Linked DNA regions of Sus scrofa: regions 1 and 3 are each linked to region 2. Evidence: chromatin contacts called from public Hi-C and promoter capture Hi-C data. All regions are on one chromosome and are shown on one strand. The core of a region is the stretch at or near the end of the contact, and the rest is flanking DNA. Distances in the headings are between cores, read along the strand shown. Region 1 holds the start of C6H1orf216 (UPF0500 protein C1orf216 homolog). Region 2 holds the start of SFPQ (splicing factor, proline- and glutamine-rich). Region 3 holds the start of SMIM12 (small integral membrane protein 12).

Region 1 (2,700 bases), core at 180-2,679, 480 kb before region 2:
CATCCTCATGGATACTAGTCAGATTTGTTTCTTCTATGCCACAATGGGAACTCCCTCCGCATATATATTTTTAGCTGGGGGAGTACCCAAAGCTTGAGTTACTTCTTCCTTTTCCGTTTTATTTCCTTTTCTCTCTTAAAATAGTTGTCCTAATCATAAAATGATTTTTCTCTTCCACTTCCTTTATTTTGTTTACAGGATGTGTTGGTGTGATTTAATTTGCCATTTAATCTCTATTGCAGAGTGGGAAGTTAGAATTAAGCTGGGAATGGAAGAGGATGCCTCATCATAGAGATCAGACTCAAATTCTCTTAAAAAAAAAAGCAAAAGAAAGGAGGGGGAAAGACAATGGTATTTTCTAATGTATTACGACTCAAAAATGAATCCATATTAGTTTAGTTGAGGGTTTTTGTTGTTGTTGTTGTTTGTCTTTTGTAGGGCCGCACCCATGGCTTATGGAGGTTCCCAGGCTAGGGGTCCAACTGGAGCTGTAGCCGCCGGTCTACACCATAGCCACAACAACGCTGGATCCTAGCCGCGTCTGTGACCTACACCATGGCCTGCCAGAACCTTAACCCACAGAGTGAGGCCAGGGATCGAACCATAGTCCTCATGGACACTAGTCAGTTCGTTAACTGCTGAGCCACAACAGGAACTCCTAGTTGTGCTTGTTTTTAATTGGCAGGGGGAGGGGGGAGCATGGGGAAGTTATAGCCAATTGCTTGGTTTGTCCAGTAAAGGTGAGGGTGTAGAAGGGATCTTCTGGAAGATCCTATGACCTGAAGGCTAAATTTGTCCCATATTTTTTTCTGGGGCTGCCTCTCCTTAACAGCCAGTGCTTTTCGGTTTTATCAATAGAGTCAGCAATTACTCTGTTCATTAAATGACTTTAATCAGATAAGCACAAAAGAAACATATAACTTTAAATGGTGATAGCTGCTATTAAGAAAAGGAATAAAACACCCTGGAGGATAACATAAAAAGGGGGGACTAATCTGATCTGGGAGGTTAGAGGTTTTTCTGAGAAGAGATCCGAAATATGAGATGGGGGAGAGAATTTTCGGCAGAGAGAACAGTGTGGCAGAAGGGGCGTGAAGCCCAGCTGCAGAGGCGAGGGCACAGGCTGAAGCCGCAGAGGTGAAGCAGGATGCTCAGAGCCCCACGGCTGCTGCCCTAAGGATTTAGCCTGCAATGCGGAAGCCATTGAATGGTTTTAGGCAGGAAGGTGGAGACATGATCAGATTTTCATTCTGAAAATGTCACTGAATGTGCAGTGAGGCAAACCGATCGGAGGGATCCTGTGAACGCAGTTATGAAATAAAACAGAGTCTGCAAGGGCTGGGTCAAAGGTGCCGAAGGCTCAGGAGGCGGTTCCAGCGCTCCGGCCCTCGCGCGGCTCCGCGGAAAACCGAACCGACCCACGTGGGCCTGGCCGCCCCGCCCCGCCGCGCTGACGCCGCGCGACTCCGCAGTCCCGGCCTGGGTGGGAGCGCGACACGAAAACCCGCACCCACGCCCCTGCCCGCGTGGACGCCCAGGCCAAGGGACAACCCCCCCCCGCCCCCGCCACAACCCCGACGGAAGAGTTCCCGCCGCGGGCCTTCGGAACAGAGCTAGCTGGGCGGGCCGGCGCCTCCAGGCCGTGAGTGGGGGCCCGGAGCGGGAGGGTTTGGACCCCTGCCGCAGGGGGCGGGGGTCGCAGCCTCGGCCCAGCTGCCTCTTTGGGGGAGATTAAGGAAGGGCCGTCAGTATCCTCGGTCTCCCGGGGTAGTCTCCTTCCCCCACCCCCTCAAGGCTAGGCAGGAAGGGGGGCTGCCTCCTCCCACCCTTACAGAGCGCCCCACCTCGGCAAATTGCTAATTAGCTTGGAGAGAAACCTGATCCTGGGCTGTCTCCATTCCCATTTTACCGTCTCTGAGAACCCCGTGATTCTTAGTACCACCTCCACTCATCCCAGCTTCCCTCACGGCCCCCGCCCAAGCTTAGAAAAAAAGAAAACATTGGGCCAGGAAGATCTCCAAGCCCCTTGCTTAACAGGATGGAGTGTGTAGGTTACAAAGGGACTGTCCCTAAACCGTTGCTCCTAGGACCTCTTCCCACTACTGAATGTGGGAAGGGTCCCTGCTCCCTCCACTTACACTATCCCTCACTCTTACTGAACCCCCACTTTTTCGAATCCTAGTAATATATGGTCAATAGAAAGCTCTCGTCAAGTAAACACTAATTTTGGGAGAGGTCGGTTGTTGGGGAGGAAGAATAATGGGGCATGCCCTCTTTCCAGGGCCTCAGGATGGAGCAAGCTAGAGGCAGGGGCACCGGGATTGTGCTAGACATGGAGGCTTCAAAGGGCCGGGTCAGGGGAGAGAGGCTTGTCAGTGGGGGAGGGGGTTCCTCTCTGAGCAGAGGGGCGAACCTAGGCTTCAGCTGTAGCCTCTGCTACTGTTGTTGGGGTCTTCCTGAGCATAGATATCCCACTGCAGTCCCCCTCCCCCATTCACACACTCACTCGGCAAGGATCTACTGTACCTGGTTAGTGCCAGGCTCCATACTGGCTCCTGAATATGATGGAAGATATATAGAGGAATTCTATCTCTAGTCACAGAGCCAGAAGTGGAAGCTGCTATTGTAAGACAGATAAAAAAGCAAAACCCCAAAAACTTGAATAGACATTTACTGACCATCAAGAAACAAACATGGGAG
Region 2 (2,700 bases), core at 133-2,632:
TATAGATAATTCAATATTGTAATTTTATGTTTTTATTTTTCTGATTTGCATTTTTTAAAAATTTATTTATTTATTTATTTGTCTTTTTGCCTTTCTAGGGCCACACCTGCAACATATGGAGATTCCCAGGCTAGGGGTCTAATCGGAGCTGTAGCCACCCGCCTACACCAGAGAGGCAGCAACGCAGGATATGAGCTGTGTCTGCGACCTATACCACAGCTCAGGGCAACGCTGGATCCTTAACCCACTGAGCGAGGCCAGGGATCCAACGCACAACCTCATGGTTCCTAGTCGGATTCGTTAACCACTGAGCCACGACGGGAACTCCTGATTTGCATTTTTAAACATTTCTTATGATTTTTTTTTTTCTGTTATAGTTGCTATACAGTGTTCTGTCGATTTTTACTGTGTGAAGTGATCCAGTAATACATATATATATATATACATATTCTTTTCTCACATTATCCCCCATCATTTCCATCACAAGTGACTAGATATAGTTGCCTGTGCTATACAGCAGCATCTCATTGCTTACCCACTCCAAATGCAATAGTTTGCATCTATTAACCCCAAACTCCCAGTCCACCTCCCTCCCTCCCCTTTCCCCTAGGCAACCACAAGTCTGTTCTTCCAGTCCATGAGTTTCTTTTCTGTGGAAAGATTCATTTGTTTTGTATTAATAATCTAGTTTTAAAGCATCTTAATCTGTCCATAAAGTGTTTTGTGGTTTGTAGAATTAAGAAAAACGTTCATTTCTTCCTGTGATGTGTTTGTAAATTAGTGTATACACACAAAATCAAGGCCTTTCTTTTTGAACAAAGAGCAATCACTAAAGCCCATGGCGACACTTTTACTGCTAGAACAAACCAGTACTCCAGTGAGATTCCAAAATGAAATCAGTAAGATCAAGTGTGCGAAATCGGTAAAAAAAAATTTTTCTCTAAATTTATGGGCCCAGCACAAGGTAGAAAAGATAGCAGGCACTTAATTTATGCTTTTGAGCTGGAGGCTGTAGGTTCTTTCTGGGGGAGGATATCAGCAGGCTGCTCTTAAGGGCAATCAAGAAAGAAAGGACTTGCTAACATCTCTCCCCAGGAGCTGATAGGGCCCTGGCTATCTGCTTCCAAGGGAAAAATTGCTCCGGCGAACCCATTCAAATATCTCTCAGCAAATCACCGTCACCTACAGCCAACTCCTTTTCCGCCCATTGGCTTACTGGAAACTTCAGCCACTCCATGCCTCCCGCCTCTCATCCGGGAGCCAATAGGAAAGATTAACTCCTCGTAACTTAGCGTCATCAAGTACAGTAATTGCAATTGGCTATTGCTGCTATTGATCCAGAAGTAGGCGGGGCCAAGCCAGCCGGCCTATATAAGAGGAGGACAAAGGCGGCGCGCCGCCTGTGTCATCCGCCATCTTGTGAGAAGCAAGGTGGCCTCCACGTTTCCTGAACGTCTTCTCCGCTTCTGCCTCGACCGCCCCTTGGTTACAGACATGTCTCGGGATCGGTTCCGAAGCCGGGGCGGTGGCGGTGGCGGCTTCCACCGGCGCGGAGGGGGCGGCGGCCGCGGCGGCCTCCACGATTTCCGCTCCCCGCCGCCAGGCATGGGCCTCAATCAGAACCGCGGACCTATGGGGCCCGGCCCGGGCCAGGGTGGTCCCAAGCCCCCGATCCCGCCACCGCCTCCGCACCAGCAACAGCAACAGCCGCCGCCGCAGCAGCCGCCACCACAGCAGCCGCCGCCGCTTCAGCCGCCGCCGCACCAGCCACCGCCGCATCAGCAGCCGCCGCCGCCTCCACAGGACTCGTCCAAGCCCGTCGTTTCTCAGGGGCCCGGCCCGGCTCCCGGAGTAGGCAACGCTCCCCCGGCTTCTGGTTCGGCGCCGCCCGCCACCCCCCCGACCTCCGGGGCCCCCACGGGGTCGGGCCCCACCCCGACCCCGCCGCCGGCCGTCACTTCGGCGCCCCCCGGGGCACCTCCGCCTGCGCCGCCGAGCGGCGGTGTCCCCACCACCCCGCCTCAGGCTGGGGGCCCGCCTCCTCCACCCGCAGGGGGCCCAGGCCCCGGACCTAAGCAGGGCCCGGGACCTGGCGGCCCCAAAGGCGGCAAAATGCCAGGCGGGCCGAAGCCCGGCGGCGGCCCGGGCCTAAGCACCCCTGGCGGCCACGCCAAACCGCCGCACCGAGGCGGTGGGGAGCCCCGCGGCGGCCGGCAGCACCACCCGCCGTACCACCAGCAGCACCACCAAGGGCCACCACCGGGCGGGCCCGGCGGCCGCAGTGAGGAAAAGATCTCGGACTCGGAGGTGAGTGTCTCCCAGACCTACGCGTCGGTTTCTCTAAGATGGCGGCGGCCCCCTCTTTTCCCTTCCCTTCCCCTCCCCGCCCTCCATTTTGTCGGAGACCGGAAAGAGCGCCTGCGCGCGGGAGACGAGGAGGGGCGGGGCCGGCTGCCGGAGCGGGAGGCGGATGGCGTGGGTCCGCTAGCAGGCCCCTGTGGTTGGCCACCCGACTGGCGCAGCAGTCGCGGGGGTGGCCTTAAGGTGATGCTAAGCTATGGTGCGCCGTATTGAAACTAGCGGACTTTTGGAACCAGAGCAGAGTGAAATGTAGGATTGGAGAGATGGAGGGAGTTCCGGTCCTAAGCGCGCAGGCGCAAGTCTTGTCGTTGACAATGACACTTCCGTCCCTTTCCCTTC
Region 3 (2,700 bases), core at 152-2,651, 290 kb after region 2:
CTCCACTTCCACTGTCAGATCTTAGTATTGAGATCACAGGGGAAGTGTATCTAAAATGATAATGCACTCTAGGAGGCTTCCTACCAAGGTGTCCCTAAAGCTTGAAAAAAAAAGCCAGAGCTACTTTGTATTAAAAAAAAAAAAAAAAAAAAAAAAAAAAAAAAAAAAAGGTGGTTGGCGTTTCCTTGTAGTGGGTTAAGGATCTGGTGTTGTCACTGCAGCAGCTGGCTCCGGTCACTGCTGTGACAAGGGTTCTATCTCTGGCTAGAGAACTTCCACATGGCACTGGCGTGGAAGAAGCTCTTAAAGATTAAGAAGCATAAATAAATAAATAAATAAATAAATAAATAAATAAATAAATAAATGTGGGAAGGGGGCTCCAGGTAGATGAGAAAGCATAACTAAGGGCACAGAGATATAAAGCAGTTTGGTCCACATGGGGAAGTAGAAGGGGTTTAGCATGTGTTAGGAAAGACAGATAAGCCTGGCTGAGACTAGTGGAATAAGGATGGAACAGCAGGGCTAGGTGTGCAGGGATGGGGGGGTGGGCATTACGGAACTAAGCTTTGGTGTTATTTTCTATAAAAACAGACATCTGTACAAGGTGCAGTGGGGACACAGAGGAGAGAGTGAATACTTGTACCTGAGAGGTCAGGTAAAACTTAGGTTTTACTATATTTCAATTATTTGTATACTAACAGTAGTATCATTTATTTCCCTGCTTGCTACGTGCTGGCTCAGCACTTTGCATACATTATCTCACCTAACTCTCACAACATCCTTGAAATAGGTGTTATTACCTTTATGCATAAAAGGGAAAGGAGGGGAGTTCCCTTCGTTGCTCAGTGGTTAACGAATCCGACTAGGAACCATGAGGTTGCGGGTTCGATCCCTGGCCCTGCTCAGTGGGTTAAGGATCTGGCGTTGCAGTGAGCTGTGGTGTAGGTTGCAGACGTGGCTCGGATCCCGGATCCTGCGTTGCCATGGCTCTGGTATAGGCCAGTGGCTACAGCTCCGATTAGACCCCTAGCCTGGGAACCTCCATATACCTCAGAATCGGCCCTAGAAAAGGCAAAAAAGACAAAAATAAATAAACAAATAATTAATTAAATAAAAGGGAAAGGAGTCTCAGATTAACAATGTTCCCAAGGTCACATGGCTAGAAAACTGGACTAAATCAGAAGAATTCTTAAAAGTTCTGCATTATACTCTGCTGAGACCTTCTTGAGGCCAAGGGTTATGTCTTTTATTTTTCTGTGCCCAGACCTAGGGCTTAGAAGACGCCTAATAAACATCCGTTGAATACAAGGAGGCATGACCTTCCACTTTCTCCGCGCGAAAGCCCGTGGTGACGTCACTGTGAAACCTCCCAGCCGGTAGGGGGCGCTGTATCCATTTCAGCTCAGCGCGGCCCGCGGCGTAGCCTAGCTTTCCCGGTCCTTTGGCTGGAGTTCAGCCAATCCCGGCGCTCCGAGGGAGCCGGCGCCGGTGAGCGGGGTCCCGGGGCGAGGCCCCGCGGGTTCCTGGGATTGGCGACGTTGGTGCTCCCGGCGCGCCAGTGGAGGGCGGGAGCCCGACGGAGGAGTGTGGGCTGCGGGGCAGGTAAGCGAGCGTCCCGGCGGGCAGTCCTTCCCCCGTGAGCTGTTGCAGGGCCGCTTGTTGCTATGACGACGGCTCCTGGCCTTGATCTCTGAGTTAGGGGAGGGGTGATGGCGAGCGTCAGCTCCGGCCCTGGCCAGGCCTAACGGCTCCCTCTCTTCCTGGGGCTCAGCGTCGGAGTCTCAGCGCCCTGCAGACACGGAGGCTGGGGCTTCTTGGCCTCAGGCACGTGAGTGAAGAAGGACGCTGACGAGGCCGTCAGTCTGGTGGGATCGGCGCAGGGGCCCGGGAACCCAGAGGAAGGAGGAGGACAGACCCTTGAACCCTGACCTCTTTGTGTTTTCATACCTGCTTTGGGTGCGAGTGACCGTCAGGATTAATTCTACCCACTCATGTCTCCCCTCCTCTCCCCTGCATTCCTCAAATTTCGGACTGCGGCTTCGCGTCTCACTGGGCCTCCGGACTCCCGCACAAGAGCGGGTTTCCCGGCAACCCGTTTGACCTTTCCCGGACACTCAGGCTCCCTCCGTGCGGGGCTGGAACTGTGCGTCACGGTGTTTACCAGACAGTTGCTTCTTTAGTTTTGATAATCTGGGGATGACTTGTTAGAGTATTTAGTCTCATGTAATCAGCAAAGATACCAGTTGTGTATTCCTGCCGCCTTTTGAAAGCGGGTGGATGGATGACTACTGTGGTTTTAAACTAATGAGTTGCTTGAGCTCTCATTCATTCGACACACTTTTTGACACTTAGTGCCAGGAGGGGTGGGAGCGGTGGGGGATGGATAGGGCACAGTGGGGACGCACAAACCTGAGCCTTGCCCTCTTGGAGCGTGAAGAGAAATAGGAATAAATGGGGTAGGCCGGCTCACTGTGTGACACAGAGAAAGTGGTTATAAGTGTTGAATAAATGAGTAGATTAATTTATTTGGGAATGATTAGAATGTGAACAGTAGACAGAGGTAGAGCTTGTACTGCACATGAGATATAATATTAGTTGTGGACTCATGCTTCATATGTTTTAAGACAAATTGGAAATCTGAATGGAGAGTGGCTGTTGAGGGAAAGTGTTTGCTAGAAGAGAACTTGTTTACAAGGTAGG

Evidence for each region. Promoter capture Hi-C pulls out the DNA fragments that hold promoters and counts their contacts. Hi-C and Micro-C count contacts between places; a contact is called where the count stands out from the background.
Region 1: a promoter capture Hi-C map of fetal liver shows a contact between it and region 2, with 2.8 times the contacts expected there. The contact joins the promoter of C6H1orf216 here to the promoter of SFPQ in region 2. A contact is called at or near these places in 3 of 5 promoter capture datasets (fetal liver, fetal skeletal muscle and liver) and 3 of 47 Hi-C or Micro-C datasets (embryonic fibroblasts, fetal skeletal muscle and skeletal muscle).
Region 3: a contact with region 2 is called in a Hi-C map of liver, with 6 times the contacts expected there. The contact joins the promoter of SMIM12 here to the promoter of SFPQ in region 2. A contact is called at or near these places in 5 of 47 Hi-C or Micro-C datasets (embryonic fibroblasts, fetal skeletal muscle, heart right ventricle and 2 more).

Annotation. Positions count from the first base shown.
Region 1 is chr6:91,889,232-91,891,931 of Sscrofa11.1, reverse strand. C6H1orf216 (UPF0500 protein C1orf216 homolog) reads left to right here and starts at 1,429. Exons shown (of 2, transcript XM_021095921.1): 1 at 1,429-1,642.
Region 2 is chr6:91,406,918-91,409,617 of Sscrofa11.1, reverse strand. It overlaps SFPQ (splicing factor, proline- and glutamine-rich), which reads left to right and starts at 1,382. Exons shown (of 11, transcript XM_021095898.1): 1 at 1,382-2,307. The coding sequence starts at 1,495.
Region 3 is chr6:91,112,387-91,115,086 of Sscrofa11.1, reverse strand. It overlaps SMIM12 (small integral membrane protein 12), which reads left to right and starts at 1,401. Exons shown (of 2, transcript XM_003362205.4): 1 at 1,401-1,602.